Linked DNA regions of Capsicum annuum: region 1 is linked to region 2. The links are chromatin contacts, called in public Hi-C maps. All regions are on one chromosome and are shown on one strand. The core of a region is the stretch at or near the end of the contact, and the rest is flanking DNA. Distances in the headings are between cores, read along the strand shown.

Evidence for each region. A called contact is a pair of places that touch in the nucleus more often than the background predicts.
Region 1: a contact with region 2 is called in a Hi-C map of leaf, with 2.7 times the contacts expected there. The contact joins the promoter of LOC107871973 here to the promoter of LOC107870975 in region 2. A contact is called at or near these places in 2 of 5 Hi-C or Micro-C datasets (leaf and placenta).

Annotation. Positions count from the first base shown.
Region 1 is chr5:182,496,784-182,499,923 of UCD10Xv1.1, forward strand. It overlaps LOC107871973, which reads left to right and starts at 1,630. Exons shown (of 1, transcript XM_016718810.2): 1 at 1,630-2,439. The coding sequence starts at 1,778. The coding sequence ends at 2,269.
Region 2 is chr5:182,310,109-182,312,932 of UCD10Xv1.1, forward strand. It overlaps LOC107870975 (homeobox-leucine zipper protein ATHB-6), which reads left to right and starts at 1,452. Exons shown (of 2, transcript XM_047413285.1): 1 at 1,452-1,852. The coding sequence starts at 1,786.

The sequences.
Region 1 (3,140 bases), core at 380-2,879, 190 kb after region 2:
CGGTTACTAATTTATAAAACATATACACATGTATACATTAAATATAGATGTCTATAGAAGATACATACACAAATATACGCACCATTCAATATATATGTACTACTTTAAGTAAAACATATACTACAATATATATATATATACAGATATATATATATATATATATATACTAATTTACAAAACATATACACATATATACGTTAAATATATAAGTCTATAGAATATATATACACATATATACGCACCATTCAATATATATGTAGTACTTTAAATAAAATTTACTACAATATATATATATATATATTCAGTATTCTACAGCTCGTGGGCTGATCGGGCCGGATTAAATCGGGCCAATTTTTATAAATAGACCGAGCTGAGCCGAATTGGGTCAGATCAGCCCGTTTGACAGGCTTAATTTAGCTCTTGTTATAACTATTATCGCAATTTTATTAAATTTACATAATTGATCAAGTAAGTTCTAACTTCATATTATGGACGTATGTCGGTATACTTTGTCACTTCAAACAATTATTTTCTTCGTCCCATTTTAGTTGATCATCTTACTTAAAGTAAAATGATTCATATTAATTAATTACTTACTAAATCATAATAGAATTAATTATTTTTTCTCATTTTACACCTATAATTAATCGTATACAGTAAATATGGACAATTATATTTCTATATTCATTCCTATGCCTAATAGATACTAGTAATATGAGTAAAGAGTAAAATAATAAAGTTAAGTCATTCAATTTTTAATTTTTAATCACCATGTAAAATGAAATATGCCCAACTAAAATAAGACAGAGAAAGTATTTAATTAATCTTAGACATATTAACTATAAAAAGTAAATAACTTATTTATTTTTTACTTCCTCCATTTTAAAATAGTTGATTTTTTTTTAACTTTACACTCTTATTTAAAAAATATTTATTAGAAATTTATTTTAGTAAATTAATCTTATTAATTATGTTTTAAAAATATAAATTTAATTATATATATATTTTATTTAATCATATAATGACAAGGATAAAATTAAAAAAAATCTCTTAATTTTATAAAAAAGATAATTAAATAAAAAAAGTATTTAAAAAATCAATTATTTTAAAATAAAAGAAATAAAAAAAATTAGACCTTTTTGGATGTAAGAGTTAAACACAAAAAGAATATTTCAGGGAGACGTAACCGTGGGAGTGATCATAAAATGAGAAGAAAAGTCGGTAACGTCGTGCCCCACACTTGTCCCTGTACTTTAATGAATTCTGCTAAAACAAGTCACAAATTCCAATTTTCACACTGCCCAATACAACTCATCCTTTGACACACGTTCTCCTTGACTTTCTTGTGCACAGGTCACAGCTAGCTAGTGGCACGAAGGGTTCATTCTAATTTTCCATCATCCAAAATCTACACTATTCAAGAACTCATCCATGACACCATGGCCGAATTTACACTACATGCTGCAAGTTCCATAGAGTTTAAATAATTTAGTTCAGACTCTATATTTGTATAAAGAAATTCACTCTAAATTATATATTTATATATCTTGAACCAGTAAGCACAAAGGATTGTAAATTTCACAATTCATGAAAATGTTGACTCTTAGATGTTGTTGATATATACCTACTTTCTTGGATCCTTCTTTCATCATCAGAGGTCCCCAACCTCAACAACCCCAAACCACACCACACCCTAAACCCACCCGACCCAACGACATCCACTCTATTTTGTTTGTATATATACTATATCTTATCTCTATACATCCCCTTATATTACATGCAGTATGTCATTAGTCATTTCATTATAAGCTATAGTCCAAGACAGTGTCTTATAAACCAATTATCAAAAATGGTTTTTGTTGAACCACAAGTTCTATGCGAGAAGCATCCAGATCAAAAGCAACAGCCAGGAGTATGTTCTTGTTGTCTTAGAGAAAGACTCATAATTCTTTCTTCTAATTCAACAACACCAACAATATCAACAATATCTTCATCATGTACTTATTCGTCTTTGTCTTCCTCTACATATTCTTCCACTTGTGATTCTCCCTGCGGTGGCCGTGCTCGTGGCCACCGCAGGATCACGTCCGATGTTGTGGGCCCCTTCTCTTTCATCGGCATCATGGGGGCTGACGCCGGAGGAGGATTGAAGAAGAGTAGATCAATAGCTTTTGTTGCAAGAGAAAAGAAAAATAAACAAGGGTTTTGGTCTAGGTTGATGAGGTCAACGGGTAAAAGATCCAAAAGGGTTATTAATCTCGTGCGTTGATCATCTATAATAGAAAGATTTAACTCATATGTGTTGACAATGTAAAATATTTTTACGTTACTCGTAAAATTATACCGGATGTGATAAGTTATATATCATCAGTCTCTTTTACATGTTATCTATTTATACTTGCTATGAATGTACATATATAGAGTTTTTGATTTTTACAAGTCGTGATCTGATTAGGGTAAAATTCTTGGTATACATGGTGGAGAAAGCTCTTCAAGAAAAGGTTAGGAAATGAGTTAGGTAAGCACTTAATTTGTACTAGCTACTTGTTAGTGATGATTTTGGGATTTAGACTCATTTAGGGTTCGTTAATTGGTAGAGTGTATTGAAAAAATTAATGCATGCATTAATTAATGTGTATTACTAATACATTGTTTGGTACATTTGTTAGCTTATGTATTACTAATGTTTGCATTAGTTATATCCTCTATTATGTATTGAAATATGTATTAATAATACACATCATTTTTCATGTATTAATAATACACACTATTTTAATACATGTATTAATTTGTTAAATGACAAATTTGCCCCTTCTTTTTCAGTTTTTTCTGCTCTGCTATTAGTTACTGCAGCTACTTTTCAATGATTCAATATTGCTCTAACTTTGTATTGATAAAATGTAGCAATCCCATAATTCTGAAACTTCACGGAAAAAAGTGGGTCAAAATGGAGGGAGACATATAACGTACACGGGCAACCTCTCTCCTAAGAAATGGAACAAGATAAAGAGTTTCACCAATTGATAACTAAGTTTATACATAGAATCAGTATTACCTAATGCTAGAGAGATTTGCAGATTCGGGAATGACATGAAGATCACTTTTCTCATTAAAATGCACAATTTTTCCTTTGTCAAGTG
Region 2 (2,824 bases), core at 202-2,701:
GAAAATCACTAAGTAGGTCCACCTCTACTTTGACTCTAGCACAGCTTGGCCTTGTTTTATTTTTAGTAGCTAAATCTACCTGCAAAGGCTTCCCAACTGTTGCTGCTAGTGTAAAAAAACTTTCTTTGCAAAGAAATTAGGGGGTGGTGAAGGAAAGGGTATTCATGTTATTGCAGTAGTTGTTTCCTCTTTCGGATTGAACATTGAATTCTATTTCAGAGTTCTCATTGAATATGACCAATAATTTTTGGTGATACAGAAATGTGGTTTTGATAGCAAATGGACATAGTCTTTAATCTTTGTAGCCCTTATTAAGACATATCTATTGTTTAAAAGCCCTATGTTAACTTCTCCCTTCAAATCACATTGTTTTGAGATTAAGCGCCTTAAATTCTCTATTTTTGGCCATCCATATGAATTTTTTTCAATAATAGCGTTTTGAAGATCTCCATTAATAATAATTTGGTTGATCTCTTCCTTCTCTCAAATAATACGTGGTTCCCCATGCAAATAAGATATTTCTTTCATTGGTACAGGTTTCTGAGGTTTGCTGGTGCTTTGGAACAAAGTTGCAAAAGAAGTTTTTAGAGCATGATCACTAGGTGTAGCTAGTTGACTAGTCTCCGTCATTGGAGGATGACCGACGGTCGTCGCGATCATTATTTCCGGCTAAAATTTGTATAGGCAAATTAGGGGTTTTCCTATTTTTTCGGAGCGTACAGTGTCATAAGAATGTTTACTCCTTTTGTATCATTACATGGGAACTTTATTGAGTATCTTTGTATTTCAAATCTTATTCTTTATACTGATACATCATGTCTTATCATGATACGTTTTTAATCAATATTTGTATATTTTTTTTCAAGGTTTAAAATTTATTGCAAAAAATTGAAAAAGAAAAATAACACCAAGAAAAAAAAAACTAAAGAAGAATGAATCTGGAAGTTGAACATGAAGAAGAATATTTCGAAAAAATTGTATTATTAACTAAATATCAATTTTTTGAGATATTTAGATGTTAATTAGAAGATCTACAAAGTAAATTACTCTTTGAGTGAGTTAATTACTGTTATTTTTTATAATTACAACGAATTAGTTATTTCTTAAGATATAACATTAATCATGTATCTCTTTTAATTATGTATCTGAAAAATTAAAAATGAATATTTTATAAAATTTTAAAAAAAATTAAAATAAAATATAACTATGAATAAATTAGTCGAAATCTATGTAAAACTCCCATAAAAACAATGCGATAGATAATTAGAGACCGAAAATAAAATATCTCCTTAGGAAAAGTCAAGTTTATTACAAATCAAGTTGCATTTGCACTGAATTTGAAGTTCATTTCATTTACCCAAAAACACAAAATGCAAGTGTACCTAACCTTAGTCAGATTCTAACCCTACATCTGACCCCAGATTTGTTATTATTTAAAGAGAGAAAAAAATAAGCTAGGCCACCTTTGTTGTGAACTAATTTCTTCTGGTTTCTTCTTTCCATTTTCTTCTTCATTTCAACTTTTCTCTTTCTAAATATGTACACAGCATTTTCTTCTACACTTTTATGTGCATCACAAAATGGTTTGTGACATAATGAATTTGTGTATTTAACTTAAAATCTTTTACTTCCTTTCTTAAAACCATGGGTTTAGAAGTGGAGGAATTAATTGAAAAGGAGAATTATGTATTTTCTTCTCATTTAATATCTTGTACAATTTTCTTACTTGATTCAAAAAAATAATAATTGAACTTTCATTAATTCAAGAAAGAAAGTGCAATCATCATGAAGAGAACTCGTAGTACTGATTCCTTGGGTGCACCATTGATGTCCATGTGTCAAAACACTACAGGTGCTTAGTTAATTATTTAAATTCCCTTGAAATTTTCACCTTTTTATTTTAATTTTTTTTTAATGTTTTCGTGAGATAATGACTCCTTTGTTTCAAATTTTCTAATTTAATGTCTCATTATATTTATTTTTTTCATTAATCAAGATAAGATAATTTTTTTTTTTCATATTTTATATCTTGTATTAATTATTTTTTAAAAAAATTAAATTGTAAACATCATATAATAGGTTTATTATAATAAATTAGACATGTTATTAATTATTTTTCTTATTCAATAAGTCATCTTAATTTAAGACGAATAATTTAAAAGGAGTATTTTTGATAATAACATGTCCAATTTCTAATTCACTTGAGTTACGATAAATAAATTTCTTAAAAAAAAATATAGAAGTTTTGAACTAAAATTATTGAGTTCTACGGTGATGCATAGAATTTGACACAATTAAAGCATTTTACAGTTTGTTTGGATTGTGGTTTTCAATGGTATGGTATGATTACTGTAAAAATTATGTTTGTTTTAATTATTTTCTAAAAAAGATAGTATGGTATGATATTATTTTATGATTTGATAATCATGAAATTAATTAATTTGTTGAACCATCAAGTTAGTGTTATGGCATGATTTTTTTTTTTTTTTAACTATACCCTGTATAATTTTGTTTAATCTAATCTTACTCTTTCAAAGCTTCTTTTTCCTTGCTCTTTTCTCTTTCCTTTCGAAGCTTTTCTGCTCCTTTCCTCTTTCGTTGTCTTCTTTTCTGCTCCTTGTACAAGTTGTTCTTCATCCTTCTGTCTTCTTGAAATTTTTTCACAATTGAAATATGTAAGGCTGAAATATGCTAGTCAACAGTGTCCAACGTGGAACTTCTTGAAAAGTTTTTCACAATTGATAAATCCCATATCCAATCTCAGCTCATCAGCATGAGCTTGATCAAATATTTTCTGGGCATGGACATGGGGCAGCCCTTTATT